Linked DNA regions of Pan troglodytes: region 1 is linked to region 2. A link is a contact called in public Hi-C data. All regions are on one chromosome and are shown on one strand. The core of a region is the stretch at or near the end of the contact, and the rest is flanking DNA. Distances in the headings are between cores, read along the strand shown.

Region 1 (5,281 bases), core at 622-3,121, 220 kb before region 2:
AGGCTGGTCTCGAACTCCTGGACCTCAGGTGATCCGCCCACCTCAGCCTCCCAAAGTGCTGGGATTACAGGCTTGAGCCACCGTGCCCGGCCCTATTGTCTCAATTTTATAGGCAAGCAACGGCTTGAGACAAACTCCCTAACTTGCTCAAGATCACATAACAGAGGAGTGTCACAGACAGATTTAAATCCAGATAGTCTGAACTCCTGTTACCAGAGCATCATGAGATATAAGTGTAAAGAACACAGTTACTGGCACATGGGAAATATGCAGTAAGTCATAGCTATTACAACTTAAAGGAGAAATATTTCAGAAAGGATTTTAGATAAGCAGTGGACATATGGAGAGCAGACGACTCAAGAAAAAACGTGAGAAAAAGGAAAAATATGACCAGTTTTCCCTTACAGGCATTTCAGCATTTTCTTGCTAAACAGGCATTCTCCAGGGAAACAGCAGATGTTCAAGGGACTAAGGTAAAGAAGTTCAGGGACCTCTACAGTCCCTGGAAATATCACGTGGATCCTTGCTCTGTGAACTGTTCACTGAATGTGCCCAAAGCTGTCCCTTACTGACCCCACTTGGGGATGCTGTGTTTGATATGATGAGGTCTCTAACACAGGATGTCCTTCTTGCTTCCCGTTTCCATGTAGATGGTTAAGATCCAGTCCCTGTTCTGAAATAAGCCCCAAATTCCGTTTCCTCATTTTGTGATCCCTGATATTCACAGTTGAACTAAATAAAAAGGCTGACTGGAGCAAAGGGATTCGATCTGGGATGCTTACCTGCTCCAATCTTTCAATGAGCTCTGCAGGAGTTAGGACCACTTCCTCACTACCCCCATCAGAGTCCTGTCCCAGGAAATCCAGTTCTTCGGTCATCTTCTCTGAAACCAGGAACCTAATGAGAGGGAAAGAACCAATACTCTGCAATGCGTTTTCTAATTATCTGCAAGAACAGACATCTATCTGGAGAAAGGAAAGGTTTATTGAGGTTTCCTGGGGTTGTAGAGGCCCTTTAGCAAGTGGTGAGAGAACGCAGGGACTCTAGTTTTCCAGTGTCTGCCTCTTCCTCCAAGGCTTAGGTCAGGTATCCGTTTCTCAAACAAGCCTCCCCTTTACTTCCGTCCACCAAGAGCTGAGCACCCATCACACCATACAATCACTATTCATTTCTTTGACTTCCCAGTAGAGGTCTTGTTCCTCAGGGACGGGGTTCGTTTTAGTTCAAATACGAATCGCGCTTCTGCTCAGTGCCTGGCACTAAGCACTGGGGACGCAATGACCTGGGAAGCCCCTGCGCTCAGCACAGCGCTTGACTCCTAGCAAGCACTTAACATTATTAGGAGCTGGCCGGGCTCACGCCTGTAATCCCAGCACTTTGGGAAGCCGAGGCAGGAAGATACCTTGAGCCCAGGAGTTCGAGACCAGCCTGGGCAACATAGGGAGATCCTGTCTCTATAAAAACAAAAATTGTTAGGAAGATTAATCAATGCTAATTTCCCAGAGCCACAAGGGCCGGCGACATTAGACCAGTCGGCGACCCCAAAGGCCTAAGGAGGTGGATGGCGGGGACAAAGTCCCTGGGGTCGCAAGGAAACTGCGAACATCCCCCTCCCCTCCTCCCTCTCAGGGCCACCCACACAGGCCTGCCCTAGCCACAGAGGTCCCATTCGACGCTCACTCGGGGACCTGGGAGACAGCGAGGCACTCCACAGCAGCCGGCGGTAAGGACGGGGCGTTCGTGGGGACGCAGTCGGGGCACCAGGAAGCGGGAAGACAGCGGAACAAACTGCTCAAGGCCTTGCCGGGACCAACCCAACCCTCCAACTTCTCAGCTCCCGCGCTACTCTCGCAAACTTTCCGCCCAGGCACGACGTCATCGCGCAAGGGCGACGCTGACCAATCAAGGCCCGGGGGGAAGAGCGCGGCGGTCTCCTTGGGCCCGCCCACCCGGCGGGCGGGGACTGTCTTCGCGGCGGCCTGCCGTCCCAGCAACGCAAGGACTTGAGGCGGCGGGAGGCTGGTCCGGGTTGGCCCCGCCCACCTGGGGGCCGGCCGCTCCGCTGTGCGGTCCGGGTTGCACTACCCAAGGGCGTCGGGAGGGGGCGCCCGCCACCGCGGCCAAGGGGAGCGGCGGTGTCCGCCCCGGGGGGGTCCCACCCAGAAGTATGCTGTTGAAAGCAGGCCGCTGCAGCCTCCTGGGCCGTCTCCACCCACAGCTCTCGTGGCTCTTTGGGTTCCTCCGTCTTTGCGGGGTTTCACCTGTGGTCAGTGTGGTCATTGCCTTCAGAATCTCCAGTATATTCCTTTTCATCTTTCTTGAGACAGGGTCTCGTTCTTGTGCCCAGGCTGGAGTGCAGTGGCACCACCACAGCTCACTGCAACCTCCGCCTCCCGGGCTTAAGCGATCCTCCCACCTCAGCCTCCGGAGTAGCTGGGACCACAGGCCAGCGCCACCACGCCCAGTTATTTTTTAATTTAAAAAAAAAAAAAATAGAACTGTGGCGGGGTTGGGGGTGGGGAGGTTCTCCCTATGATGGCCAGGCTGGTCTCGAACTCAAGGATCCAAGCAATCCTCCCACCTCGGCCTCACAAAGTGGGTACTGGTTCTTGAAGCCTGGGATCGGACGACCAGCAGAAGCATCGCCTGGGAATCTGCGAAAATGCAGGTTCTCAGGCCCCACCCTGGCCCACTGAATCAGAAACTGGGGGTATTTCACCAGACCCAGGCCCTCCCGGTGACCCTGACGTAGCTGAGGTTTGAGAATCACTGCTTTGGGGCCGGGCGCGGTGGCTCACGCCTGTAATCCCAGCACTTTGGGAGGCCGAGGTGGGCGGATCACGAGGTCAGGAGATCGAGACCACCCTGGCTAACATGGTGAAACCCCGTCTCTACTAAAAATACAAAAAAATTAGCCGGGCGTGGTGGCGGGCGCCTGTAGTCCCAGCTACTCGGGAGGCTGAGGCGGGAGAATGGCGTGAACCCGGGAGGCGGAGCCTGCAGTGAGCCGAGATGGCATCACTGCACTCCAGCCTGGGAGACAGAGCCAGACTCCATCTCAAAAAAAAGAAAAAAGAAAAGAGAATCACTGCTTTGGGGCAATGCTTTCAACTCAGCTTCTGGAGGGGAAAAGCACAAAAACCCATGTCTGTATATGTATATATTTTTTCCATCTTTGTGTGATCCAGTTTTTCTTCTCTGAGTTGCTGATTCTTTTCTCTTTGCTGTCCTTTGTTTTCTGTGCAAAGCGTTGCTTCTGGCTTCCCTAAAAGTATCTCTTCTCCATCAATCTGAGGGCTCTTTGCAAAGCTGCCCTATGATGTCATATTGATTGACTAGTAAAATGATTGGCTAATATAGTATGATCGTACCTGCCTGATTACAATCCTGTTATGAAAATGACAATAGAATAAGCCGAGTGAGAGAGTAGGCATCTTTACAAAGCGCTGTGTAAGCTGGGGCATATCAGCACGTGATTCCCAAAAGGAAGGGACATTTGAGCTGTGTCTTATGAAATGAATTTTGTGAGTGGCAAATAGGTGGTTATTTCAAGGTCTGTTTCAACGGTTTGGTAATCCAGTGGTTTTTGGTTGTGGCAGAGTGTGTTTCCCAAACATAGCTGCTCTAATATGGATCTCACCCCACATACCCTTCTTACCATGTGACACTGACACTCCTCCATCAAGAGGTGGGGTCTATGTTCTCACCTTCTATTTATTTATTTAGAGACAGGGCCTCACTCTGTCGCGTAGCCTGGAGTGCAGTGGGGCGGTCACGGCTCATTGCAGCCTTGACCTCCCTGGGCTCAGGTGATCCTCCCACTTCAGCCCCCATGAGTAGCTGGGACTACAGGTGTGTACCATGCCTGGCTAATTTTTTGTATTTTTGGTAGAGGTGGGGTTTCATCATGTTGCTCAGGCTGGTCTTGAACTCGGGCTCAAGTGATCTGCTCACCTCAGCCTCCCAAAGTGCTGGGATTACAGATGTGAGCCACAGCGCCTGGCCCTGTTCTTGCCTTTTACATCAGGAAAGAGTTTTTTAACTGCTTTGACCAAGAGAATTTGGCAGAAGTGATGCTGCTTGGCTTCTGGGACTAAGTCATAAAAGGCAATGTGGCTCCCACTTGGCTCTTTTTTCTGGAGCCCTATCTCTTGAGAGCTGTGGGCTGACGTGGAAGAAGTCTGGCTAGCCTGCAGTCGATGTGCAAGAGAGTCGATATGAAGATGCCAGGCAGAGATGGGGAGCCTTACTGGAGGAACCCCAGAACCCCAGTTGTTCCATTCTCCAGATGTCTGGGTTGAATGATCCTTCAGGTGATTCTAGTGCTGAGGCTTCAAACCGTCCCAGCTAAGATGAAGGGAGCAGAGATGAGCTTCTCTGCTGAGCCCTGCCCAAATCGCAGATTTGTGAGCAAAATAAGTATTGTTGTTGTTTTAGGCCCTAAGTTTTGGAGTGGTTTGTTATGTAGCATTAGCTGACTGGAACAGTGGTCTTTGAGCACAATCGCATTCTTCCATAATTCTCATTACCAAATAGCTTTTCAATGATGTTTATTAATATTCCTTAATTGTTACATATTTGAGTCCAAGCATAGATAACGTCTCTACACAAGTGCCGATTATGTAGTTTATTGATTTAAAAACTTCCCTTCTCTTGGTCCAACGACCTTCTCCAATCTCCCCCGCTCCTCCACTGGAGAGCTAGAGCCCAGCTTCTGCTTCCTTACTTAATAGAGGTGTGACCTTAAACGAGTCACTTTGGATTTCAGTCGCACCACCTTTTTTGCTGTTGTTGTTAGATGACATTTCGCTGTTGTCCCTCAGGCTGAAGTCCAATGGTGCGATCTTGGTGCACTGCAACCTCTGCCTCCTGGGTTCAAGTGCTTCTCCTGCCTCAGCCTCCTGAGTAGCTGGGATTATAGGCATGTGCCACCGCGCTTGGCTAATTTTTGTATTTTTAGTAGAGACGGGGTTTCACCATGTTGGCCAGGCTGGTCTTGAACTCTTGACCTCAAGTGATCTGCCCGCCTCGGCCTCCCAAAGTGCTAGGATTACAGGAGGGGGCCACCACACCTGGCCATCAGTCACACCACCTTTTTTTTTTTTTTTTTTTTTTTTTGTGAGATGGAGTCTCACTCTATCACCCAGGCTGAAGTACAATGGTGTGATCGCAGCTCACTGCAACCTCTGCCTTCCAGGTTCAAACGATTCTCCCACCTCAGCCTCCCGAGTAGCTGGGACTACAGGTGCATGCCATCGCGCCTGGCTAATTTTTGTATTTT
Region 2 (5,310 bases), core at 823-3,322:
GAGCGGTCAGCTAAGCCTGGGTTCAGAGGTGAGAGGATGTTATCTGCAAACATCCATCTTTGCAGTGAGCAAACAGACGCATTTGGCTTGAGGCAGAGGGCCTGGCCCTAGGAGACAAAAAGACCCCCTACCAAACAGCATTTTTCTCTAAATGCCCCTTGAATTGAGACACGGTTGCCGGGTATCCTGCGGTCTATTCTCTGTGAGGAATGTCTTCCTCAGCTCCACAGGCCGGCCTCACCAATTGTCTTGGGATTAACCCTTGGCCATCCCGATCTTGCTCTCTCTTCTCTGTGTTTTCCTTCCAGCCTCCATGTCACCTTTTGAGTGTCAAGGCATCTTCCATTGGCCACGAAATGACAGAGAAGTCATCCATCTGCAGAAGCCTCCTGTGTGCACCGTGGAATCACCGTGTCTGTACGGGCACGATTGCTTTAAGAAAACAGCCCTGCTTCTTCACAAAGTCTAGTCATTTCACTTGGAATCTGTCCATCAAGAAATTAGGTTTGCAGAGTCCAAAGCAAGCTCCCTAGAGCTTTACAAACAAGCTGGCGGGCAAGGCAGCGTGCCCTACAGTGTCTCTGTGGAGCGCTAAGATCTGTGACCCCTTTGCCACATGGGGTGTGCGCTCAGACTGGGCTATGAATATATCAGCCTCTCTCCACCCGCACTTAGGGACAGAAGATGTGGAGACTCCAGGAACTTCATGAACTATTTGCTGTGGTCTTCTGTCCCGGGATAGTCCGGGTCTCACTCCCAGCTCTCCAGAGCTTAACCCTCCCTCTCAGGGGAATGTTTGAAACCTACGAAGAATTCTCAGGAATTCGAGGTAGAAGGTGGCAGAGAGACTTCTGTTCCTGGGGGCCGAGCTGTTGTGCTGATACCGTCCTCTTGGCGTCTGCCCTAGTGGGGACCCTTGATTTTAACTTGAAGTTCCTGGACTGGGTCTGACCTTAGCATGTGTGCCTGAGTGATGGACTTGGTATTTACACCAGCCACGCTGATAAGTGCACATATGTTTTTAATGTTTTGGCTTTCCACACCACAAACACACAGATGTGCTGTCGCCCGGGCTAGGACTTGAGTAGGGTTTTTCTATTGAAATATATATTATATATTTTAAAAAGTGCTCTCCCAGAGCTAATACCGTTGCTAGCAGCTCTTCCTGCCGCCACACCGGGCAAAGTCCACCCACTGCCCCAGTGTTGAGGGCCACCACGGGCGGCCCCACCTGGAGAGGTGTTGCTCACAGCAAACAGCTCCAACTGCGCCTTCGCCTCGCCTTCCAGGGAGCCCAGCCAGGCCCACTAGGGATTTACAAGCAGACCTCCCTCGCTTCAGCCTTCCTGACCCCCTGTTAGTTGGGAAACCACCTGTCTGCACCGCAGCTAGAGAACCGAGGAGAGGAGCCGCTAGTCTAAAGGGCTGTTGGTTGAAATTAGGAAGCAGTGTAAAGAAAAAGAAAAAAAAAGTTTGGGAGGCCAAGGCAGGAGCATCACCTGAGGTCAGGAGTTCGAGACCAGCCTGGCTAACATGGTGAAACCCCGTCTCTACTAAAAATACAAAAAATTAGCGGGGGCGTGGTGGCACGCGGCTGTAATCCCAGCTACTCCGGAGGCTGAGGCAGGAGAATCGCTTGAACCCGGGAAGCGGAGGTTGCAGTGAGCGGAGATAGCGCCATTGCACTCCAGCTTAGGCAACAAGAGCGAAACTTTGTCTCAAAAAAAAAAAAAGTCTTCATAATTTCATGGGTTTGCAAGTATGATCCAGGCTCCCGCTTCTCTGCAAGCCAATGCGAGTTAATTACAGCGTCCGCCCTGGTCTCTCTCCACCCCACGCCGTGATCCATTCCCCTTCTTTTTTTCCCCTTGTCTCTTTCCTCCTCCCCCTTTTATTTATGTATTTTTGGTTTTGTTTTTTAAGGGGTGTTGAGCCGCGTCTGGTTCTAGTAAACCGAACCCGCTCGCGAGGGAGGCGATTGGCTCCCGCGCCGGTGACGGACGTGGTAACGAGTGCGGCTCGCCCCGCCGGGAGCTGATTGGCTGCGCGGGGCGGCTCCGAGGGCTCGGCCGTAGGAGCCCCGCGCACTCCAGCCCTGCAGCCTCCGGAGTCTGTGCCGCGCGCCCGCCGCCCCGCGCCTTCCTGCTCGCCGCACCTCCCGGAGCCGGGGCGCACCCAGCCCGCAGCGCCGGCTCCCCGCCCGCGCCGCCTCCGACCGCAGGCCGAGGGCCGCCACCGGCGGGGGGTACCGGGCAGCAGCTTGCGGCCGCGGAGCCGGGCAGCGCTGGGGACGGCGCCTTTTGTCCCCGGAGGTCCCTGGAAGTTTGCGGCAGGACGCGCGCGGGGAGGCGGCGGAGGCAGCCCCGACGTCGCGGTGAACAGGGCGCAGAGCGGGCATGGGCAGCGGGCGCAGCGTGGGGGGCCGCCGCGGGGCAGCCCTCGGCGTGCTGCTGGCGCTGGGCGCGGCGCTTCTGGCCGTGGGCTCGGCCAGCGAGTACGACTACGTGAGCTTCCAGTCGGACATCGGCCCGTACCAGAGCGGGCGCTTCTACACCAAGCCGCCGCAGTGCGTGGACATCCCCGCGGACCTGCGGCTGTGCCACAACGTGGGCTACAAGAAGATGGTGCTGCCCAACCTGCTGGAGCACGAGACCATGGCGGAGGTGAAGCAGCAGGCCAGCAGCTGGGTGCCCCTGCTCAACAAGAACTGCCACGCCGGCACCCAGGTCTTCCTCTGCTCGCTCTTCGCGCCCGTCTGCCTGGACCGGCCCATCTACCCGTGCCGCTGGCTCTGCGAGGCCGTGCGCGACTCGTGTGAGCCGGTCATGCAGTTCTTCGGCTTCTACTGGCCCGAGATGCTTAAGTGTGACAAGTTCCCCGAGGGGGACGTCTGCATCGCCATGACGCCGCCCAATGCCACCGAAGCCTCCAAGCCCCAAGGTAAGGCTGCCTCCTCCCACGTGCGCGAGCCGCCCCCTCCATCCCCCGGCCGGAGCTGCAGGAGAACCCGCGCCACCCTACGCCCGCCCGCCGCTGGGTCCCGCTGCTGGGGACTGAGGGCCGGAGGTTGCTCGCATGCTGTGCACGTGATTCCTAAGCGCGTCTGGTCTGTCCCAGGTATCGCTCAGCGCCCCTCGCGACCCAGGTGCACGGCGGGGCTGGCCCGGGAGCGGCAGCTCTGCGCCTCGGCCTCGCAGGGACTCGCTGTGGTCCCCGGAGCCGCTCTTCCTGGGATCCAACTTCGCCTTTCGCATACCTGAAACTAAGCCTTGCGCTTTAAATAACAGGGGAGCTTCCCTCTCCTCTAGGAGGACTCCGAGTCCCTATCGAAGTTTTTAACCTCTGAGACGGAAGGAAAAAAACAAAAACCCAAAGCGTAGAAAGTTCAGAAAGGCCGAGAGAATGCTTGGAGCAGCTTTTGTTTATTTTCATAGGTTCGACAAAGATTTAAAAAATAAAACCAAGCCCTTTCCTTCACTGGTCATTCAGTCAAGTAGCCTTGGGATTGCTGCAGAACTGGCTGAGAAAGTTTAGGAACCGTGGGGACTTCTGTTTCTCCACCCCTTCCAGGTACCAGCTCTGCCCTCGGAGGGCTGGGGGTGGAAAGTCTTTTCTCCCTCCCTCTAGCGTACCCCCTGCTTTTCTCATTTACACAAATCCTCAGCTCATTAGAAAGATAAAAATGTAATTAGCTCATTGTTCATCTCCTCCCGGGGAGAGCGGCTCTGCAAATTGGAGACTTTCCTAACAGCCTGAGGGACCGGCCCGAGGTTCCTCTCAAAACCCCCTTATGTTTAAAGAGCAATTCTTGAGGGGGAAGAAAAAAAAATCCTGGGAAGTCAAATAAAATGAAATAAATATAAAGATAAAATATACACATCACAGACCTGACTTCTGTAGAAGTAAATTCAACCCAGAATTCTTTAGAAGCGAAGTTTAGGCTCTGAGGTGTGGAGAGGGTCAGGGATTGGGGAGCTGTACCTCAGCTGCGCTTAGCACAGACGCAGGCTTCCTGAGGGCTTTTTGAGGAGGGCCTTTAGGGTGGGGGAGAAAGACTGCCTACACTTAGCTCACCTTAAAGTGTCTTTAACCTCTGTTATTGATGCTAAAAGAGGGGCTTGCAGTCACCTGGCTCCTCAGAGGGAGGATTCGGGCAGGTTGGGGAAAGGGATACCCCAAATTTTAGATGCTTTTGCTTATTCTAGGGAGGGTGGAGATGGGTCCACAGTGACTGACGTTGGATGGCTGGATGGGAATGGCACTGATTGCCCGCAGTGGCCAGGTCTGGGCCCCGCTGCTCTCAGGGTCAACTCTGGTGGTGGGAGTGGAGTGAGGGTAGCGGATGCAACTGCACTTTGCGAGCGAGAACTGAGCAGTTACCTGGAGCAAACAAAGCGCCTTGTGTTCTGTTGGCGTGCACCCATCCCCTTCAGCCTGCGGGAATTTCCTTCTCCCCTTCCTCAGCCAGCGGGGATTAGCCCGGCCCTGCCCTGAGAGGCTGTGCCCGGCCCTGCCCTGAGAGGCTGTGCCCGGCCCTGACCTGGAGTCCATTCCCAATGGCCTCCGATGGTCTCTTTCTGGGACCGTCTGCAGACATGAGTGGACACCTTAGGGGGCTCGGCTGCGGAAAAGGTGCTGCAGTCCACAGGGAACATGGGGGGATTGGACGGGTTGCCTGAAGAAGAGAGGAAAGAATCCCTCACCCCAGCCCCCAAAAGGCTGTGATGGGATGGGGAAACCCCATAATCGCTGTCTTCCGGACACCTTTTGCCCCTTGGCTGCAGTTCCACTGGTCGGCGCCCTTCTCAGCCTGGCTTGGAACCGTCCTGACTCACCTCCACTCCTCCCAGCAGCGCTCAGGTAGTCACCCTCCCAAGACAGGTCTTTGAGGAACAAAGAGAAAAGTGGGGAGAGGGCCGGTCGGGCGTGGAGCTTGGGACTGGTTTTCCCCTCAGTGGTTTTGGTGGGGGGCTCTGCCCTGAGATGGCACACCACCCTCCCCAGGACTGCAATCCCTGGTGTAAGGGAGCCCCACGTGATTTCCTGCGAGGTCCCTGTGGAGGGGAGGGTGGGGCGTGTGTGTGTGTGTAGGTGTGTAGAGGGCAGGTCAAGACAAACCAGACTACTGATCCCCATAACCTTATGGCTTGTGGCTGTGGGATAGTAACTGGCACTTTCCAATGAGAATAAGTATGCATGCACTACTCTTTTATTCGTTTATTCTTTATGCTTTTATTCTTTAAAATTAAAATGCATTTTCAAAGCAGTGTCATATCTTTGCATACTGGTTTCTGTTCACACACTTGGGCA

The links. A called contact is a pair of places that touch in the nucleus more often than the background predicts.
Region 1: a contact with region 2 is called in a Hi-C map of stem cell-derived neural progenitor cells, with 4 times the contacts expected there. The contact joins the promoter of GINS4 here to the promoter of SFRP1 in region 2. A contact is called at or near these places in 1 of 7 Hi-C or Micro-C datasets (stem cell-derived neural progenitor cells) and 1 of 1 datasets of contacts at active chromatin or transcription factors (stem cell-derived excitatory neurons).

What each region holds. Positions count from the first base shown.
Region 1 is chr7:49,828,390-49,833,670 of NHGRI_mPanTro3-v2.0_pri, reverse strand. GINS4 (GINS complex subunit 4) reads right to left here and starts at 1,871. Exons shown (of 9, transcript XM_063817054.1): 1 at 1,689-1,871; 2 at 783-897. The coding sequence starts at 878.
Region 2 is chr7:49,608,925-49,614,234 of NHGRI_mPanTro3-v2.0_pri, reverse strand. SFRP1 (secreted frizzled related protein 1) reads left to right here and starts at 2,072. Exons shown (of 3, transcript XM_001138037.8): 1 at 2,072-2,940. The coding sequence starts at 2,397.